Regions from separate parts of the Mus musculus genome. Here all the other regions are linked to region 2. The links are chromatin contacts, called in public HiCAR-type and promoter capture Hi-C maps. All regions are on one chromosome and are shown on one strand. The core of a region is the stretch at or near the end of the contact, and the rest is flanking DNA. Distances in the headings are between cores, read along the strand shown.

What was found. Promoter capture Hi-C pulls out the DNA fragments that hold promoters and counts their contacts. HiCAR-type assays count read pairs that join an accessible place to other places.
Region 1: a promoter capture Hi-C map of pre-B cells shows a contact between it and region 2, with 3 times the contacts expected there. The contact joins the promoter of Trappc2l here to the promoter of Meak7 in region 2.
Region 3: a contact with region 2 is called in a HiCAR-type map of astrocytes, with 4 times the contacts expected there. The contact joins the promoter of 1700030J22Rik here to the promoter of Meak7 in region 2. A contact is called at or near these places in 1 of 39 promoter capture datasets (embryonic stem cells) and 1 of 115 datasets of contacts at active chromatin or transcription factors (astrocytes).

Annotation. Positions count from the first base shown.
Region 1 is chr8:122,610,278-122,613,618 of GRCm38.p6, forward strand. Trappc2l (trafficking protein particle complex 2-like) reads left to right here and starts at 1,349. Exons shown (of 5, transcript NM_021502.2): 1 at 1,349-1,416; 2 at 2,789-2,961. The coding sequence starts at 1,384. Galns (galactosamine (N-acetyl)-6-sulfate sulfatase) reads right to left here and starts at 1,210. Exons shown (of 14, transcript NM_016722.4): 1 at 951-1,210. The coding sequence starts at 1,061.
Region 2 is chr8:119,777,135-119,780,627 of GRCm38.p6, forward strand. It overlaps Meak7 (MTOR associated protein, eak-7 homolog), which reads right to left and starts at 1,282. Exons shown (of 8, transcript NM_028883.2): 1 at 1,226-1,282.
Region 3 is chr8:116,977,683-116,981,208 of GRCm38.p6, forward strand. It overlaps 1700030J22Rik (RIKEN cDNA 1700030J22 gene), which reads right to left and starts at 1,277. Exons shown (of 3, transcript NM_027103.3): 1 at 1,097-1,277.

The sequences.
Region 1 (3,341 bases), core at 99-2,598, 2.8 Mb after region 2:
TCTTTTTCTCCTATTAAGTCTCTAAAATTGGAATGGCGAGATGGCTCAGAAGGTAAGAGCACTGACGAGTTCAAATCCCAACAACCACATGGTGGCTCACATCCACTCATAATGAGATCTGACACCCTCTTCTGGTGTGTCTGAAGACAGCGACAGTGTACTTATCTATAATAATAAATAAATCTTTTTTTAAAAGTCTCTAAAATTCAACTTATTTTACATATATAGCACCTCTCCATTCTGATGGGCCCACAGATCGCTAGACAGCATCCCTCTCCCCTTTTTGAGGAGGTAAGTGTGGATCAGCACAGGTCTGAAGGCCCTGCAGAGGGCTGGTTTGGCTATTAATTAGCCTCGGCCGGTATTAGCCTCTGATTTGTTTCAAATCATCCTGAACTGGATGTGACTCTGATTCTAACAATAGCCAACAGATGTCACTCCACAGTGTGTGTCTGGGGGTGGGGGGGTGGGGGTGGAGGTGGGGCTGGCAGGCTGAGACTGCGAGGAAGGCACAGTCCATCTAGTTCTGTTTGGATAGTTCCATCTGACTTAGTGTTCTACATGACTGATTTCTAAGCTTTCATGTCACTTCAGGGCGACAGATTTCTCAGACAGGGACACTGAGGGAGATATGCCCCAGGGCAGAATTCATAAATGACCACAGGCTGCACTCGCAGGTGACATTCTATGCCTGACTTTGTGGTCAGAGTTCCCCCAGAGGTCAGGCTGGAGGTGGGCACCAAGGCAGGGCCACCTGTTGAGGGGAGGAGAATGTCAGCCCGCTCTCGGGAGGGGAAGTAGGAAGAAAAGGGCCTCCCTGAACACCTACCCCCACTGCGGAAACAGTGAAAGATGTGACACCGGGCTCTGGGCCTCCCTCGGGTCACTGCTCATCCGCCGTGTGGCTGCCCTGTGTCTTCCGTGTCCCCCCGCCGCGTGGCCCCACTTACATCGTCCATGAGCAGTAGCACGATGTTGGGGGGCTGCGGAGCACCTGCGGCCAAGAGTCCTAGGGCACTCAGTACCAGCAGCAGCTGCTGGGCTGCGGTACAGGCCGCCATAGCAAACCAAGCTCCCGCTGAGGAGTCAAGACCCAGTCCCAAGCCTGCCGCGGTTCCTTTTGGACTGTAGGGCGGGCCCTGGCGGCAGAATGAGAGGAGGGGCAGGGCCACGGAGAAAAGAAGAGGGAGAGGTGGGGCCTAGGCTGTCTGAGTGACAAGGGAGTGGGCTGGGCCTTACGGGAAAGGGGCGGGACCAAGGCCGGACCTGAGAGTCTGGGCGGAGCCATGGTAGAGAGAGGCGGGCTCTGAGCCTCGGTGGGAGGAGAATGGGCGGGGCCTGCCTCCACATCGGGTCACATGATGTGGCGCACAGCCTGCCAATATGGCGGTGTGCATCGCGGTGATCGCCAAGGAGGTGCGTGAGAGGCTGCGGGCGGCGGGCGGCGGGCGGCGGGCGGCGGGCCTCCTTCCAGCCATGGTCTTGATCTTTTCAACTCTGAGCTCCAAGCCTCAGCCAAGCCCTATGATCAGGATCCTTCCGGCTCGCTTTCGCTGACAGCTGACAGCCGTCCGCCGCCAGTTTGCAGGCCTCCGCCTCCGGGTTTTGAGATCCCCCGGGAAGCTTAGCTGGTCGCTGCAGCCTGCCACCCGTCGCTCTACGCGTTCTTTTCACGGCCTCAGCTGCCTTCCGCGTCCGGTCTTTCTGCCCCGCCTTCCGGACCGTCCCCTGGCTGCCCAGCCGGCGCTATTTAAATATAAGCCTGGCGCGGCTCAAGTCAGCCTAGAATCCAAGTGCTTTTCTTTGCCTTAGGATAGTCCCCTTCATGTCTTTTGCACCCTTCTACTCCACCGTGAAGGCCTGCAAACCTCTAGACAGCATCCCTCTCCCCTTTGTACCCTCTATTCCCAACTGTCATCTTGCTGGCCAACATATATATTCATTTCTTTCCGGAAAGCTGTTTATGGATGCTAAGACAGCTCCAGAGGGCCACAATATCCTGTTGCATGAAGCCTGTATCCCTATTAGGCTTTTTCTGAGATCTGCCATTAGGGATTAGACTGCTGTGAAGCTGTCAGTATGAAAGAGGGAGTTATACCCCCAGGAGGCCACCAAAACCAAAACTCATGTCATAGGCAGCTGCTGCTTTGATAAACTCAGGAGGAGGAAGTCCAGTATCTATGCTGAAGGGTCCTGATTTGGAGACTCATTCAATGTCTCGAAGCACTGAGAACAGACCACTACCCTAGTGTGGCACGTTAAGAAATAGCTAGTGCCCCTGCTGTTAGGATGACACTACAGAGTGTGCTGGTGGTTGAGGCAGAGGTGATCCTAGGAAGAGAAGTGTCAGGGTATGTTGTTAGGCTGTGCTCAGGTTGGCATTCCGGAGTCATTTCTGCTCACTTCCTGCCCCTGTGCATTTGTCTCTACTGCTTCCACCCTCCCTTCCTCCTCCTTTCTGGTACAGGTGAGAGAACTAGGGCTTAATGCTGCGACTCAAGCACTCCACTACGGAGTTACATCTCTGGTCCCATATTGCTTTTCTTTTTGGCACTGGGAATTGGACTTAGTGCCCTGTGCATGTCAGGCAAGTGCCACACCACCCAGTTTTATCTTTATAGTCCACTCTCTGCAGACAGTCTTCCTTAGGTTCAGTTATGTCGCTGAAGGCAGCATGCCACAGTGCATTAAGCAGTAGAGAGTCATTGTCAGGCTGAGAGCACACGAGTGCTTTGACTTTGCCCTTAGAGCCCGAACTCACTGGGTGGGCTGCCATCTCTTCCTGCAGAATTACCCTCTGTACATCCGAAGCACTCCGACAGAGAGTGAGCTCAAGTTCCACTACATGGTGCACACGTCTCTGGATGTGGTAGACGAGAAGATCTCTGCCATGGGGAAAGCACTGGTGGACCAGAGGGAGCTGTACCTGGGCCTGCTCTACCCCACCGAGGACTACAAGGTGTATCCACCACTGCTCAGCACCCATCCTGCACTCACGGAGCAGGATCTGGGAGGAAACGCTGGCAAAGAAAACGTGTCAGGGGTTTCAGCTGGTCAGGCAGGCAGGTGGCCCGAAGCTAATGGAAGCCTCTGGACATTGTCTCCCTTTAATTGGAAGAGTCCCTGGAAAAGCAAGTCTGAGCATCCAGGAGGATGCAAGTTGACATAGTGGGAATCTGGGCTTCTCTGGGCTCACTAGAGGCCACCAACTTTGAATCAAGGGCGATTGTTTCATGATACTGTTGTTAGGCTCAGTCTCGTGTGACGCTGTAAATTCTTGGCCATTCCTTTTGGACAAATGATTAAGACCATAGAATCCAAGGACATTCACATGGGGATTA
Region 2 (3,493 bases), core at 32-2,531:
GTCAGCTTCCCGGAGAAAGGTCTTGCATGTGTCAGGGGCAGGTTCTGTCCTCCATGGGGACACCTTGGTCCATGGGGTAGCTTTCCCCTGGCAACTATGTCCACCTTTCTTAGGTGAAGACATCTTTCAGTGACTGTAAGGTCACTTGTAGCAGTGAGTATCAGCCTTGTGACCCAAAAGAGACACTTGCCAAGGATCAAAGCCATTTTTCTTATCAGAAAGCGGGGGTGGGGGGGTGGGGGGGATGTGGAGAGACCCTTTAAAGGTCACCCACAGCCCTGACCATTCTCCACACAGGGCCTATGAGCTCTACAGTCTCAATCCATACACAGGTGGCCATTCCAGACAGTTTTTGTATAACAATGGGCTTTCCCACCTGGGCACAATCAAGGGGAAGCCTTTGCCCGACCAGATCCAAGTCTCCTGAACCCACCAGTGAGCTTCCTTGAACATTCCAGTCTCCGCAACAGTCTATCCTCAACACTCTACTGCCCCTAATAGCTAAACACGTCCTTCCTCCTCCCCCCAACCAGGTGATCCATTTCGGGAGGGGGCCCTCTCCCCAACAGTGAAGTCCCATCACCAAGTCACTAACCCATGGTCTTAAAAGGAGTTTAGCTTGCCGTGCTTTAATAAGCTTGGGTGAATCGTTTAACATCGCCACCTGGTTCTGCTTTCCAGAAACCAAAGACAAACACAGATGGACCCTGGAGAATAAAAAGGGCTCCTTGTGTCACGAAGAATGTGGCGAGCCAGCTCTTTGCAGCCCCAAGCTCCTGGTGGCAGGCTGGAGTGTGCCTCGGACAATTTCCCATGGGGCCTCCAAGAGATCGTGACACACTGTCTGGTTCCTGGGGTCAACACCCCATCAGAACAGCCACACCAAGCCCATGTCCAAGTCCTGGAGCCTACTGGGTCTGCAGCTGGCAGCCCTCCATCTGTCCCAGCCCCCCTCAGGAGTGCAGGCCAGGGCACCTTCCTCGCCTCCCCCTAAATTGGTTTTGAGCTTGCCTCTGAAGGAACTCTATTGGGTTCGTCTCGGAAAACAAGGCAGGCCCACGGATCCCTTCAGAGCCCAGCTTCACCCCATCCCAGGCACTCTCTGCTTCTCTGACAGTAGCCTGAGACAGTAGCTTCCTTGGGGGCTGCTCAGGCCACCCCGAAGGTCTTCCTTCCTTCCTTGAGCTATGCCCAGCCTCGCCCGGGCTCCCTCCCTCCGGCTCACCAGCCTTGGTCTACAGGGACCGAGCTCCTTCCGGTACGTCCTGGGCAGCAAGGTTGCCCGGGTCGCCCAGCCCTTTCCCTAGCAACGGCGCTGACGGACGGTCATGAGCACCAATTGGAAAAGGGCTACTGAGAGGTGGAGCCCGAGTCAGATCTTAACCAATGGGATTGTAGTTCACGGGGAGTGGGCGGAGCCTGGGATCGAAGAACTGAGCCTGTAACAGCGGAACACTTGGGGATGGTTGACAGTTGCTCAGGTTCTGCAAAGGCTGAAGGAGAACTTGGGCTTTAGGAGGTGCTAGGAAGCTGCTGAAGGGCTGGAAGCGGATCAGGGGGTTTAAATGCAGGGAGCGGATAGAAGGGAGCAATGTGGGAGGCTGGGAACAGGGGCACTGTGAACAGAAGGCCTGAGCTGGGACTCGCCCCCCAGAACTAGGGTGGAAAATCTGACCTCCTTACCTCCTGAAGTCCATTGCGTTAGCCAATAGAGCACTTGACACACAGAAGCAGATGCCGGCCGGTCTTGTCCCCAGGAGTGGGATAGCTTGCTATCAGCCCTACCGGGCCTTTTCTGGTGTCGGAGACAGACACAACAGAGGTAGGTCCCAGAATTCTCAGCAGAGACGAACCCACTGTCGCTGCCTGCAAACCCCACCGTCCGAGTGGCACAGAGGAACTCCTCCCAACCCCCCAAAGTAACAGAAGCTGCTGTCTGAAATTGTAGCTGGAAAAATGACACCAGAGGCCGGAGAGGTGGCAGAGTCCTTAAGAACACTTGCTGCTCTAACAGAGGACACAGGTGAACCCACACTTCAGCTCAGGCCTGCTTGTAACTCCAGTTCCAGGGGATCCGACGCCCTCTTCTGGCCTCCAGAGACATTGCACACACGGTGCACATAAAGCAAAACACCACACATTATTATTAGTATTATTAGTATTATTATTTAATTATTGTGACACCAGCCCGGCTGAGTGTAGTGGCATACACCTGTAATCTCAGCACTTCAAGAGGCTTAGACAGGGGCATTGCTGCAAGTTTGTGGCCAGCCTGGTCTACACAGTGAGTTCCAGGCCAGCCTGGGATACAGAGAGTGGAAGTTTTGAAAAGGCGAGTAGAAGAGAGACAGCAAAAGAAAACGGGCAGCTAGCTCCCCCTAGTGGATTGAAGTCACATGTCCACCAGAAGCCATCTGCCTTTCGCTCAGCCAAGCTCCACCTAGCGTTTGTTCCCAACATTCCACGGCCATCTTAACACCAAGACACCTTGAATTGACTTGATCCCCCACCACCACCCTCCTATGAGCCCCTAGGAAAACGACCAGTCAGTGGGCAGAGCCTCGAGCTGAAGTTGGGCTACAAGGGCCATCATGGAGGAGTGAGGCTGAGGCAGCCAGGACAGCCTTTGAGTCCTCCAGGGCATCATGGGTCACCAGTCTGTGACATATGAAAATGTGTCAGGCTCCTTTCCTCCCCTTAGTGCCTACTCCTTCATTCAGTTCCCACCTGGCATGTATAAACTAAGGGGAGAGGGTAGGACGGAGGTGTGGCTGTGGATATATGCTGCAGGTTGGGCGAGTGACATGGAGAGGAGCTGAGGTTCAGGGGCTTCTAGCAAGAAACCAGTTAGGTTATAAAGATCCAATTGGATGTCTAGGGTTGAGAGTTCATCCAAGCATGCTACTTTCCCTGTCACGGCTCAACCACCTTTCCAGGCCTTTCATAATGGGAAGCCAGGGCCCTATGCTGAGTTAGGGTTCAGAGCGGTTAAGTGATTTTCCCAGGAACACACAGCTGGGACAGAGGCAGTCCTGGTGCCAAACTGAGGGCTCTTTCCATTGTAACATGACATGGTGGGTTGGCAGTCATTTCCAGAGAAGGGAATGCTCTGTGGGTTTGGATTTTTGGAGCTCGTAGCTACTGTCACATCATATGCCACAGCATGTATGTCAGAGGACAGCTCGTGGGAGTTGAATCTCTCCTTCCACCTTGTGGGTGCCTGGGATTGAACTCATGTCATCAGACTTGGTGGCAAGCTATTTTACCCACTGAGCCTGACCCTGTGGTTTTTCAGTGTTTGCTGTTGTTCTGAGATGAGGTGTCTCCAAACTTTAAGTCCTGCCACCACCTCCCGGGTGCTGGGATGACAGGCGTTGTTCAGCCTTGCTTCTAGAGGTCCTGTGAGATCTCCCCGCGGTGAGTAGGGGACTCACTCGAAGTGTCAGGAACCTCTGAGAAAGGCATCTGAGAATGGCTCAGTCCTGGGATTCTC
Region 3 (3,526 bases), core at 27-2,526, 2.8 Mb before region 2:
CTGCAAGAGCAGCCAGTGCTCTTAAACTCCTTAGCTATCTTTCCAGCCCATATTTTTCCATTTTCTTAAACTCGTGTTTTTACACACATGGTGTGCACATCAGGTACCCCTGCTCTCTTCCTCACCTGCCTTAGTCCCTTGAGACAGTTTCTCAGTGAGCCTGAAGCTTACCATTTTCAGGTTAGGCTTCCTGGCTTACAAGCCCATGCATTTCTTCTCGAATGGGCTTGAGAAAGAAGATGGCTCCGTCATACAGTGCTTGCCACACAGGTAGAGAAAACAGAGTTAAGGGCCCCAGTACCCACACAAAAAGCCAATTGCTATAATGAATGAAAGCCTTTAATTCCAGCGCCAGGAAGCAGAGACAGGAGGATTCCTAGAGCTTGCCAGCTAGCCAGGCTAGCCAAATCAGTGAACTCTGGGTTCAGCGAGAGAACATGTCTCAAAAAAAAAAAAATAAATAAATAAATAAATAAAAATAAGGTGACTGAGGGCTGGAGAAATGGCTCAGCAGTTAAGAGCACTTGCTACTCTTGCCAAAGACCCACGTTCGTTCCTGGCACCCACATAGCAACTTACAACAGCCAATAATTCCACTTGCAGGGTAGGGCGTGTGCCATTTCTATGTCAACCATTTCCAACTCGTGCCCTTTTTCATTTTTGCCTAGGTTCTAGATTTCTGTTTTGGACGGGGTTTCATTCCGCCCCTTTTTTTCCGGCTCTCTGAATTCACTAAGGGCTGGGTCCTGAAAGGATGGCCTTCTGAGGGCTCCCAAGGCTCACGGCAGACGGAATCTCGCGCCCACGCCTTCCCACCTGGTTTCTCCCTTTTACTAATAGTCCCTGCACACTCCTTCATGCCGCATAAGTTCCTTCCCTCCCTCCAAGAGGCTCCCTACACGCTACAAGCTGAGAGTTTACCCTTCCTTCAGAAGATCAAGAGGGCTGCATCAAGCTCCTTCCATTGAAACCTCAACCACGCCCCCACAGACCACGCCTATCAAACGGCTCCTCCCTGAGGCCCAAGCGGCTCCCTAGGCCCCGCCCAGTCCAGGCTACCCCAGAACCGTACCCCATCTTCGTCTCGCTTACCCACCCTGAAGATTGCTTCCTTCCGCGGCTCTGCCGCCCGTGAAGTGTCTAGGGAGTGTTCCCCGGGGTGAGGACGTGGCCACAGCCACTCAGACGCTCCTACGGGGCCGCGAGGTAAGGAAGGTCCGGAGCGGCAAGTCGCGGCCCCCAAGAGCCGGGCTGTTGCCCTAGGTTACGGCCGCGTCGGAGGCGGGCCTAGGTGCAGGCATGCCGGAAGTGACGTAACCCCGCAACAAACCAGCTCAAGGGCGGAGTCCCCTCTGAGGGCGGGGCTAAGGAGCATTCCCGTCGCTCTGTGCGTGGTTGCTAGGTGCCGCGTTGCCAGACGCTTCGAGAGCTTCGCAGGCACTGGCGACGTTGGGCGGCCAAGTTGCGCTGCAACAGCCTTTTGCCTTCTAGAAGGAATGCCTCAGAGGCCACACAAACAGTGTCTGGAGATTTGGCCACTTCTTCCTTTGGGCAGAATCGTCCCTTCCTTCTTGGGATCCCGTGTTGAAAGCGAGAGCAGAACTTCGCGGGACGACTCATTCCTAGTTGCATAATTTTGAGACCGAGTCTTCCTTGTTTTGTAGCCTGGTGCGGTCTCGAACTCATGGCAACCCTCCTTCCTCGATGTCCTAAATCAACATTGAAGGGATCGAGGGCGTGGGCTTCCACACCTGCTGACAGGAAGGATTTCTGGTTTTGTTCTTTTTGGTGCTGCCCACTTTAGTGGGGCAGAAGCAGCAGTTTCTCGCGAGGGGGCCGCCCACTTCTCCACTATGCTGCCCTTGGTGCCCAACTCATGTCTAGTTCCAAGGTCCCTTTGCTTTCTGGTTTAAAAAGTATTAAGAAAACAAGTCTCCAAAAGCAGGCTGAGTCAAAGGCTTTTGGAAAAAATGGCTAAGAATTACTACTTTTTACACTTATAGCATTATATAATATATATACAGTATAGCATATATACAATCGATAGCATAGATTTATAGCATTAACGGCCTCTAAAGATGTGATGTATATGACACATGAAGTTGGAACAAAGTCCTCTTCTAGACTGTGAATATTTGTTATTTCCCCCATATATATGAGGGAAATACTTTAACAAGCATATATGATAGATATTGTAATTATATTGCTATACCAGCGTATCTAATGGGCTATGACACATATTTCTAAAATTTTCTATGTATTTTTGGATTTATGCGTATGAGTGTTCTGCCTGTGTATATGTATGTACACCATGTTCATACTGGACAGTCATAAAGACACACTCTTTCATTGTTTTCTAGGTTCGCCTGCTAGACAGCGAGTCTGTCACCAAGATGTGTCTCCGTTCCTCGGTGTTTTGAGGTAGGCTTTCACTATGACGTCTAGTCTGGCCTCCAACAGCTTCCTTCTGTCTCTGAATGCTGGAATTACAAGCACATGCCACCAGACCTGGCCACTCAACCATGATCTTTACAACCGAAGGTAGACAAGTCTTTTCAACAGCCACAGAAAAGCTCAGAAGTGGGGGTGGGGAAGGGGGCAGGTCAAATTTTCCAGTCTGCTGCAGCAGAGTCTGCAGTTCCATACCACTGGTCTTTTTCATACCAGATACTGTGTGGGGCGCCCTCTAGTGGTTCTACTAAAACCCAACATAGTCAGCCTCCAAAGTGTTGCTTTGTTTTGTGGAGTTTTACGATTTAATACCTTGTGAACAATTTTTTTTTTTAACTTTAATTATTTTTTAAGTGTATTGGCATTCTGGATGAATGTGTGTCGGTGCACTACTTCCATGCCTGGTGTCCATGGCGGTTAAAAGCGGGATCGGATACTTTGGAACTGGTGTTAGAGGCATTCATAAACATCCATGCAGATCCTGGGAACTGAACCCAGGTCTTTTGGAAGGGCAGCCAGAGCTTTTGACCACTAAACCATCTCTCCATCACCAGCCCCCCCTTCCCCCTACTATATTTCTGAGGTTTTAATTCTTTGAAAACATTCAAAGATGTTAAGAAAATAGACAAAGACTAAAGAAAAAATGGCAAAGAAAGAAAGTATGCCAGGTGTGGTGGTGCATGCCTTTAGTCCAGCCCATGGAAGTTGAAAGCAGGAAACTCTGGAGTCAAGGTGGTCCTTGACTCTCTACCCTCCAGTTCAGCCTGGACTACATGAGAGCCAGGCTAAAGCAAATAAGTATAGAATTGCATGCTGTAGTCCGAGGAGATATGCTAGAGCAGTCTACCCACTTTCCTTGAGAGGGTGGGGGGTGTCACCGAGGGGTTTGGTTTGGTAGTGGAGTTTGTTTTTATTTGAGCTCATCTGAGCCCAGGCTGGCCATGGGATCTGTAGCTAAAAGATGACCTTGAACTCCTGACCTTCTGGTCTCCACCTTCTAAGTGTTGGGAGACACCAAGCCAGTTATACATTCATATCAGTGTGCATGTGTAATCCCAAACTCCCAGTCAGCATT